Linked DNA regions of Sus scrofa: regions 1 and 2 are each linked to region 3. Evidence: chromatin contacts called from public Hi-C data. All regions are on one chromosome and are shown on one strand. The core of a region is the stretch at or near the end of the contact, and the rest is flanking DNA. Distances in the headings are between cores, read along the strand shown. Region 1 has its middle 20 kb from the start of ANAPC13. Region 2 holds the start of CEP63 (centrosomal protein of 63 kDa). Region 3 holds the start of AMOTL2 (angiomotin-like protein 2).

Region 1 (2,700 bases), core at 25-2,524, 78 kb after region 3:
AGGTTCCCTTGTTGGATATAGGATATTACCTTGATACAGGTTTGTTTGTTGGGATTATATCTGAGAGCAAAATGAAAACTGGAGTTCAGTATGTTCTGGTTAATAGCTTTCATCAGAGTTGTTGGTGAAAAAAATCCAGCTTCATATGTTCAATCTTCAATTTCACACAACATAGAACATCTAAGTCATAGCTCCAAGGTTTCTGGTTGCTTCTTCCCATGAAAGCTAGAAGCAAGCCATGGCGAGGGGCCAGGGAGGGGTCAGGAAAGGGTTTGCATGTGTTCCTCGCTCAGAGCATGTCCAGTACTTAGGCTTCTGTTCATCCAATGGATATTACCTGGAGTTGATCAGAAAGGGTCAGCTTGCCTGGAGAACACTTTCTCATGTCAAATAATAGAACACCCTGGGCTGAGATGATCTTGTCTGAGACCTTTTAGAAACAGTCAGGCTGACACTCTGTGCTGTAATGGTGTGGAGGCCACCATGCCAACAGCAGTGTAATTATCACTGAGATAATGAAATGCTGAGTGATAAAGATTTTTCTTTTTTGTTTTTTAGGGCCATACCCACAGAGTATGGAAGTTCCCAGGCCAGGCATCGAATTGGAGCCACAACTGCTGGCCTACACCACAGCTCATGGCAACTCCAGATCTTTAACCCACTGATCAATGCCAGGGATTGAACCCAAGTCCTCATGGATATTAATCAGGTTCGTTACTGCTGAGCCACAACGGGAACTCCGATAAAGATTTTTAAAATAAGGTTTTAATAAAAAGATAAAAGGATTTTATTTATTTATTTTTGGCCACTCCCATGGCATGTGGAAGTTCCTGGACTAGGGAGTGAAACTGTGCCACAGCAATGACCCCATGGCAAATTCTTAACCCACTGAGCTGCCAGGGAACTCTAAACGGTTCTTTATAAAGGATAAGAAATTATTTTTTAATTCTATTTCAACCCCCTTTTAAAAATCACTGAGATTAAAGAACAACAATAGTGTAATTATCACTGAGGAAACAAACACCAGCCTGTGGTTTCTCACCAAGGAGTAAACTTTTCAAAGGCCAAAGGAATGATAATTTGGAAATGCATTGGCTTCTCCCATCTTTATGTCCTATACACTCACTTCTCTAGTGATGTATCTAAATAGTTTTCCTTGTCCCTCTAGGTTTTAAAAATTAAAACAGTTTCTACCCCTGCCCTCCCTCCCACACACACTTTCTCACGAGCAGACACATACTTACGTGAATGCTCTCAGACCTCTTGTGGATCCACATATTTTGGGCATGTACATGAAGCCATTTATGGGGGTTTAATCCATGAATCATAAACAGAAGATTCTTATTAAGACAGGCAGTGGCCTCTTTAGGCTTGCATAGTACTTAGAGCGTTTGAAGGTGGAAAACTCTTAACACTTTATGGGAGGCTCAGAGAGTCACAGCAGACTCTGCATTTTAATACTAAAAACGCAGAAAGAGTATTAAGCCTAAGAGGCAATAATTTGATCTGATAGCAGCACTTTATTCAGGGCCTGGCATAAATTATGTTATTAAAAACATTTGACGAGAAAATGAAAGACACTTTCCACCCATTTTCAATGACTCAATATGGGAAACAGGGGTTTCAGGATAAAAAGTTGTTAAGGCAGAGCTTTAGGGAAAAACCAGTGACTTCGGGATAAATAGCAAGTGTTTCTGGATTACATACTGAAACAATTTTTACAGTTTCTTTCTTTCTTTCTTTCTTTCTTTCTTCCTTTCTTTCTTTCTTTCTTTCTTTTCTTTTTAGGGCCTCATGTGCGGCATAAGGAAGTTCCCAGGCCAGGGGTCAAATTGGAGCTCTGCTGGCCTATACCACAGCCACAGCAACAGCCCGGATACTCAACCCACTGAGCAAGGCCAGGGATTGAACCCACATCCTCATGGATACTAGTTGGGTTCCTTATCACTGAGCCACAACGGGAACTCCCAATTTTTTAAGTTTCTATGTATGCTTCAACATGGCTGTGGAGTCTCAGGCAGATTTGCTATTTTTCTGGGAGTGAAATTTCATCTTTAGTGTAAAACTGGCTCTGTTTCTTGTTTGTTCATTTTATTTAAGTATAGTTAATTCACAATGTTGTGAAAATGTCTGCTGTACAACCAAGTGACCCAGTTATACATATATACATATCCATTCTCTCTGAGATTCTTTTCCCACATAGATTATCACAGAATATGGGTACAGTTCTCTATGCTATAGAGCAGGTCCCCTTTGGCCAGTCATCCCATATACCGCAGTGCGCATATGCCAATCCCCAGCCCCAGTCCATCCCTACCCTCCACCTGTACCCTTTGGTAACTATATGTTTTTCAAAGTCTGTGAGTCTGTTTCTGTTCTGCAAATAGATTCATTTGTATCTATCTTTTTTTTTTTTTTTAAGATGCCACATATAGGGGATACCATGTGCTGTTTGTCTTTCACTGTCTGACTAACTTCACTTAGTATGATAGTTTCTGGCTCTGTTTCTTGAGCCCAGCTTTCTGGGGTAGATGCTATTTCAATGCAGCCCATACAGAGCCAGCAGAGCCTGGGCACTCAAGCTGCTGAGAGGCTCACACTTTCCCTCTTGGTCTCAAGTTAGTTTTACTGAAACCCTATCTTAATGTGGGTCAGGGCTTCCTTTTTCCTTAAAAACTTTTTTTTTTTTTTCACTTCAAA
Region 2 (2,700 bases), core at 141-2,640, 98 kb after region 3:
TCCATCTCTCTGTACCTCACTGTCCATTTTCCTGCAGCTTTGCTCTTGCCAGATCTGAAAGCCAAAGAGGTTATTTCTTAAGCATGAGGAGATGATGTAATCTAGCACTAGGGGTTCTCCAAGCTTTTTAGCCTGGATGTGTCTTTTGGCATGATATCACTTTGGGAAAGACTCATCTCATCCGGGTCAGGTTATTTACAAGATCACAGTCCCTTCCAGCTGATTTTCCCAGTCACACACAGATCCCACCTTTCTGTAAGGGTTTCTCAGATCACTCCAGCTTCAGCCCACATCCTGCCCTTGATCTACCTTTTGTCCTTATGATCTACTAACCAAGTCAGGTCGACTTTGTGACCAACTGCTCAGGTATTACTGCTTCCAATTGCTGTGTGTAGTAAAATTTTTTGTCAGTGACTCAGCACATCTTTCCTCAATTTGGCCTCAATCTTTTTTCACCTGTCCCTCTTCCGAACACCTCTAACTCTGTTATCCTTTCCAGCCTTTGCACTCAAAGTTCTTTACCCCATCACTAACACACCCATTTTTCCTTCCAAACTCAAAGCTGGCGTCAGCTCATCAGAACCAACATGCCATTTCCAGAGTTAGGCGCTAAGGTGCCTTCTCTCTTCAGGGGCTGGAAAAAAGGAAAGCACAAGACGGGCAAAGAGGGGCAATGACCAGGAAATGACTACGTCTCAAACACTTGCCTCACTCAACAGAATGAAGCATTACCACTTTCCTGAACAAAGTTTTCTTACACATACGACTGTCCCAATGCCTGGAATGCTCTGTCTTCTTCCTTTTTTCCCCAGCTAACCCCAAACTGTCCAAAAAATTTAGCTCCCAGGTCGTCTTCTGCAGGAGTCGTTCTCTAAGAGCCAGAAGAGCGCAGTCCCCGCCCCTCCGCGGGTCCCATAGTTCTCTGGGCACAGAGAATGATCCCCATCAGGATCTTGGTATATTGCCTGTCACACGGTCTTTCCAGACACGAGACGCCTGCGTTTCCCGGGGGGAGGGCAGTTTTATTCATCTCTGCTTTAGAGCTCTGTGAAACATGCAGTTACATGAGCAAAACTGGGACGCCTTTTCCCTCGCTAGAAATGACCCTCTCGGGCCACCACCGTCCATACAGGCCTGGGAGGCCGCCCCACAGCCACGGCTTCCGGCCCGAGGCGGGATATACCAAATGCGGAAGCGAGGGGGGGGGGTCCGGACAGCCAAGCAAGTTCCCCTCCTCCCCGCCCAACGTGTGGTAAGAGAAGTGGTTAGGAGGGAGAGGATGATGTGAAAACAACGACCTAAGCCAAGAGAAACGGCAGGAGTCCGAACGCGCTCCCGTATCTCCAGACCCTACATTACGTGCGCGCAAACCCTTTTACCAGCCCCAAACCCAGCGTGTCACACACCCCCGCCGACCGCGCCCTCAGCATCACGTGACCCAGACGTCCTTCACTTTCCGATCCCCGGATGTGGGTGAGCCCATTTGCCGGAGCACAGGGGGAGTTAGGGAGGACATTGTTTTAATTAAAAGTGAAGGAGCAGTGGGCAAAACGAACGTGCTGACTGCTGTGGCTGGACGTCAGGTTGGCGGTGCCGCGCGTGCGCACCCCCAGCCGTAGGTAACGGCGGGAAGGCTCGGGGAGCGCTCGCGGCAGCCCTTAACCGCATTGCGAACGTCGGACGGGCGAGGGGCGGCCGTCTCTGGGCCTGGAGGTAGCCCTGGCTGCGGTGGGGCCGCGGGCCGAGCGGCCGAATGGCCTGGGGCCTGCTTCCTCAGCCGCCCGCTGGCCTCCAGGCCCGCCCCCGCCGGCCCGGCTCCGCCCCGGCGCCCCGCCCCCCGGCCTTTTCGCTGACGCCCGGCTGACCCGCGAAGCCGGATATGGCCTCCCTCGGCGTGCGGTCCCGGCCAGCCAGGTGGTCAGCTCTTACCTAGAGACCGGGCCGGCGGGAGGGCGGCGGGGTGGGCGAGCTGCTCGTCTTCCCGGAGCGGAGTTAGCCGCGGGCCACTCTTCCACTTCAGGGGAGGGATCCTCGGCAAGGCCCTCTCGCCTGGGCTGCCTCATCTGGTTAGCTTCTTAGCATTGTTGCGACTTAGGTCATTGATGGCAGGTGATAGCGGTTCATTCACGGGTGGGAAGTTTAGCAAGTTTTAAAAAGTGAGTTGGTTAAAAACGTATTGGAGGTACAGAAATGTGGCAGAAAACATGAAGGACTCAATTGGGGAACCCTGGACTTAGGGATCCATACAAATCAGGGATGGGAAATAAATGATAAATTGAGGAAATAAAAGGTATAGGTCCTTAGAACACTTTAATCATCAAGATACTTTAAGGCGGTAAATCTAGGCTTATAATGAGGTTTTTCTTATGCTTCTTGAAACAGTAAAGATGAGTCCGCTGTCAGCGACTACTCTTCCTTTGCAATTACAGTACATTTCTTTGCACAAAGTAGTTTTCCTTGAGCCTTACAGACAGTTCCTTAAACCAGTCTTTAAGAATTTTTTCTTCTTTTAATAAAGCAGTATTGTAGGGTTAGTGCCCTGTGGTAATAGTTTCCCACATGCGTGCATTTAATTTTCTAGACATGAAGAGGAAATCAAGGATTATTAACTACATGCTACCTTCGAATATTTATATTTATACTGATCACAACTGTAGCTTAATTATATAATAAAGTGTATGTGTTTTATTTTGAATACCG
Region 3 (2,700 bases), core at 173-2,672:
GAATAAGGAATGAAAGAAAAGAGACTACAATAGGACAACGGTTCTGTGAGATGAGGCAGGAAGGTGCCACCCATCAAAGTCACATAGTCTGTGTGCTGAAAATAACTGCATGCGGGCTCCAGGAGAAAGAAAGGGTGGCCCGCGTTCTTTGATTTTACCAATACCATCCCCTGCCATGCGCGCGCGCGCGCGCACACACACACACACACACACACACACTCACTCACTCACACACACACTTGCTCCCTGGAAGTGCCCTGACGGTCCTCTAGGTGCACAGGGGATGGGCACTCAGCATCTTGACATCAGTCACACCCACTTGAGCCAACTGGAGGAGCAAGGGACCAAGGGGGAGGTTCTTGGCTGCAGGAACCTGAGGCCTCTGAGCCTAAACTGCAGGGAGATAATATCTCCTAAGGTTGGTGTTCCCTTCTGAGCCTGAGCTCCCAATGGCTCATGGCCTGGAAGGCTGCCCGCCTCACCTGGCTTCCTTTCCACAGCCTCCTCCAACACAAACCTCCAAACTGAGACTCAGGGAAGATTAAACAAAACCCACACCTCCACAGGTCCTATGAGTAAGGGAGGAGGTCAGTAGGAAGAATGCTGTCCCTTCTCTGCCACTAAACTAGCCCTAATGCTCTGCTTCAGTTGGGGCTTGGTGGAAGCAGCCATTCCCAATGCACTCCTCCCCTCTCAGCTGCCCAGAACCAGGAGCGGGAGATGAATCTAGAGGGCATCTCTGTGCCCATCCTTCCTGGCACCCCTTCCACCCCCCCAACACACACACACACACACACACACACACACACACACACACACACACACACACACACACAATGAGGGGAGATCCAAGACTCTAGAGCTACCAGAGGCAAAACAAACAGGAATCATTTCGCCCTAGCGTTTCATTCACGGGGGCACTTCCTAATTTAATCGCTATCTGGGCTGACTTCAGCTGAGGAGGACCGGGGAACACAGCTTTCCAGACAGACTCCAGCCCCCCTCACCCCCTACTATGTGCCTGGAAGTAGGGAAAACCTCCCCACGCCTCTCATCCCGCAGGGTCCTGGTCAACCCTTTCAGATGAACATTCTTTCCGCTGAGCCGTAATTAAAATCTGCGCCCCAGACCCGGATCGTGCACCCTTGCTGCGCTAGCGCGCCCCGCTCTCTGAAACCCCCTCTTCTAAGGAAGCAGGCAACTCCGGCCTTTGCCTGAACTCACGCTCTCCTAAGCAGCTAAAGCGAGGATCGCTAAGTCAGATCGCACCCCAGCCAGAGATCCCGCCCTACCCGGACTCCTGGGTGACCACAAGAACCCGGTGGCCGCCGCTGTCCCTGCAGCGGGTGGACAAGAGTAGCCCGCGGTCCGGAGAGGTCTTTAAGCGTCGCGGGCCCGCCTCCCTCCCTCCCTTCCGAGCCCTCTTTGTTTTCCAAATGCTCCAGCGCTGACGTCACCGGGCTGGACGGCAGGCTGCATTCTTTCTAAGTGAGAGCCAGACCGTGGCTCCAGAGAGGATTTTCCAAGGAAGACAAAGAGGAATTCTTGGGCTAGTTGGGGGGCAGAGACACCTGTAACCCCCACCTAAACCAAGTCAGCCCCCAGGGCCCTGCGACTTATGCTCCAAACGGCGCCTCCTGCCCGGATCCGCACCCCTCTCCCCAACCCGCGACCCCAAACACCCACTCCGCTCCCCGCAAGGCTGTCCCGTCCTCTAGCCCCAGTCGACCCGCACATTTTCGGGAGACCCCAGGCGCCCGGCCGCTGTCCGGCTTCCCGGCGGCTGGGAAGGGCTTGCTGCGCCTGGAAGACGCTGGGTCCGCCTGGCTCCAGCTCCCGCTCCCGCTCCCGGAAAAGGTCGGGCTGCACCCGAGCTCGAGCTACGGCTGGGGAGCGCCTCTGCTGCCCCGTGCGCTCCGCCAAACACCAAGCGGCCTTCCTTACCGCTGCGGCCCACGGGCGCTCGGTGCGGTCCGACCGGACGACCTGGCCTAGCCCGGTTCCGCTCAGCGCGGCGGCGGAGGTGTGCTCTCGGCGGTGGCGTCGACGCTCTGACCGCTCGGGCCCCAGCGCCCAGCCCCAGGGTCGGCCCGCGCCGGAGGCGGCTGCTATGCCAGGAATGTGAGAGTTTCAGGTTCCCCCTCGGGATCAAAGCGAACCACAAATAACCTCGCAGCGCGCCGCCCTCCTCGGCCCTCCGCCTCCTCCTGCTCCCTCCTCCTCGCTCCCGCCTTCCTCCGGGGAGGCGGCGCTGCTACCCCGCTGCCCTGGGCCTGCAGCACGCGCTGCCCACCTCCCCGCCCCGCGCCCCCGGCTCTTCAGATCGGCTGGGGACGAATGAATCCAACTCGAGCCCTTACTGTCCCCAAATCGGCCCCTCACAATCCTGTCCCTGCCTTTTCCAACCCCTTTGGCTAGACTGCATCGAGTGTCCCTGAGGGACTCTGGGCGTTGCTGCGGGATGGAGTTGAGGTTGGGGGGCTTGGGGTGTGTGTGTGTGTGTTGCACACGGAGCGAGGACTGCAAAAATGTTCATCTCTCCCTGACTTGAACTGTGCTCCCGGCGAAGAGCTGAATCCCGCTCCCAGCACTGAGCCTCCTCTCTAAACCCCCATTGCTTTCGCCGCCAGCGGCAACCTTTGAATTGCACTCTTACTGTTTACAAACACCTTCGCCAGCTCTTTTCGGATCTGTCTCCAC

What was found. Hi-C and Micro-C count contacts between places; a contact is called where the count stands out from the background.
Region 1: a contact with region 3 is called in a Hi-C map of embryonic fibroblasts, with 3 times the contacts expected there. The contact joins the enhancer-like site here to the promoter of AMOTL2 in region 3. A contact is called at or near these places in 21 of 47 Hi-C or Micro-C datasets (alveolar macrophages, brain, embryonic fibroblasts and 14 more) and 1 of 2 datasets of contacts at active chromatin or transcription factors (skeletal muscle).
Region 2: a contact with region 3 is called in a Hi-C map of liver, with 3 times the contacts expected there. The contact joins the promoter of CEP63 here to the promoter of AMOTL2 in region 3. A contact is called at or near these places in 3 of 5 promoter capture datasets (fetal skeletal muscle, liver and skeletal muscle), 20 of 47 Hi-C or Micro-C datasets (adipose tissue, brain, embryonic fibroblasts and 12 more) and 1 of 2 datasets of contacts at active chromatin or transcription factors (skeletal muscle).

The regions. Positions count from the first base shown.
Region 1 is chr13:75,583,632-75,586,331 of Sscrofa11.1, forward strand. No RefSeq gene overlaps it. Among named protein-coding and RNA genes, the nearest start is that of ANAPC13, 20 kb to the right of the region's middle. Within about 2 kb of position 1,275, at least 6 of the 83 cell types and tissues checked have an H3K27ac peak or open chromatin away from gene starts, as enhancers often do. A contact at or near this core is called in embryonic fibroblasts, omental adipose tissue and retroperitoneal adipose tissue, where this site is marked.
Region 2 is chr13:75,604,234-75,606,933 of Sscrofa11.1, forward strand. It overlaps CEP63 (centrosomal protein of 63 kDa), which reads left to right and starts at 1,391. Exons shown (of 13, transcript XM_021069477.1): 1 at 1,391-1,473. It overlaps ANAPC13 (anaphase promoting complex subunit 13), which reads right to left and starts at 782. Exons shown (of 3, transcript NM_001178070.1): 1 at 759-782; 2 at 1-54. The coding sequence starts at 27.
Region 3 is chr13:75,505,938-75,508,637 of Sscrofa11.1, forward strand. AMOTL2 (angiomotin-like protein 2) reads right to left here and starts at 1,423. Exons shown (of 12, transcript XM_021069473.1): 1 at 1,293-1,423.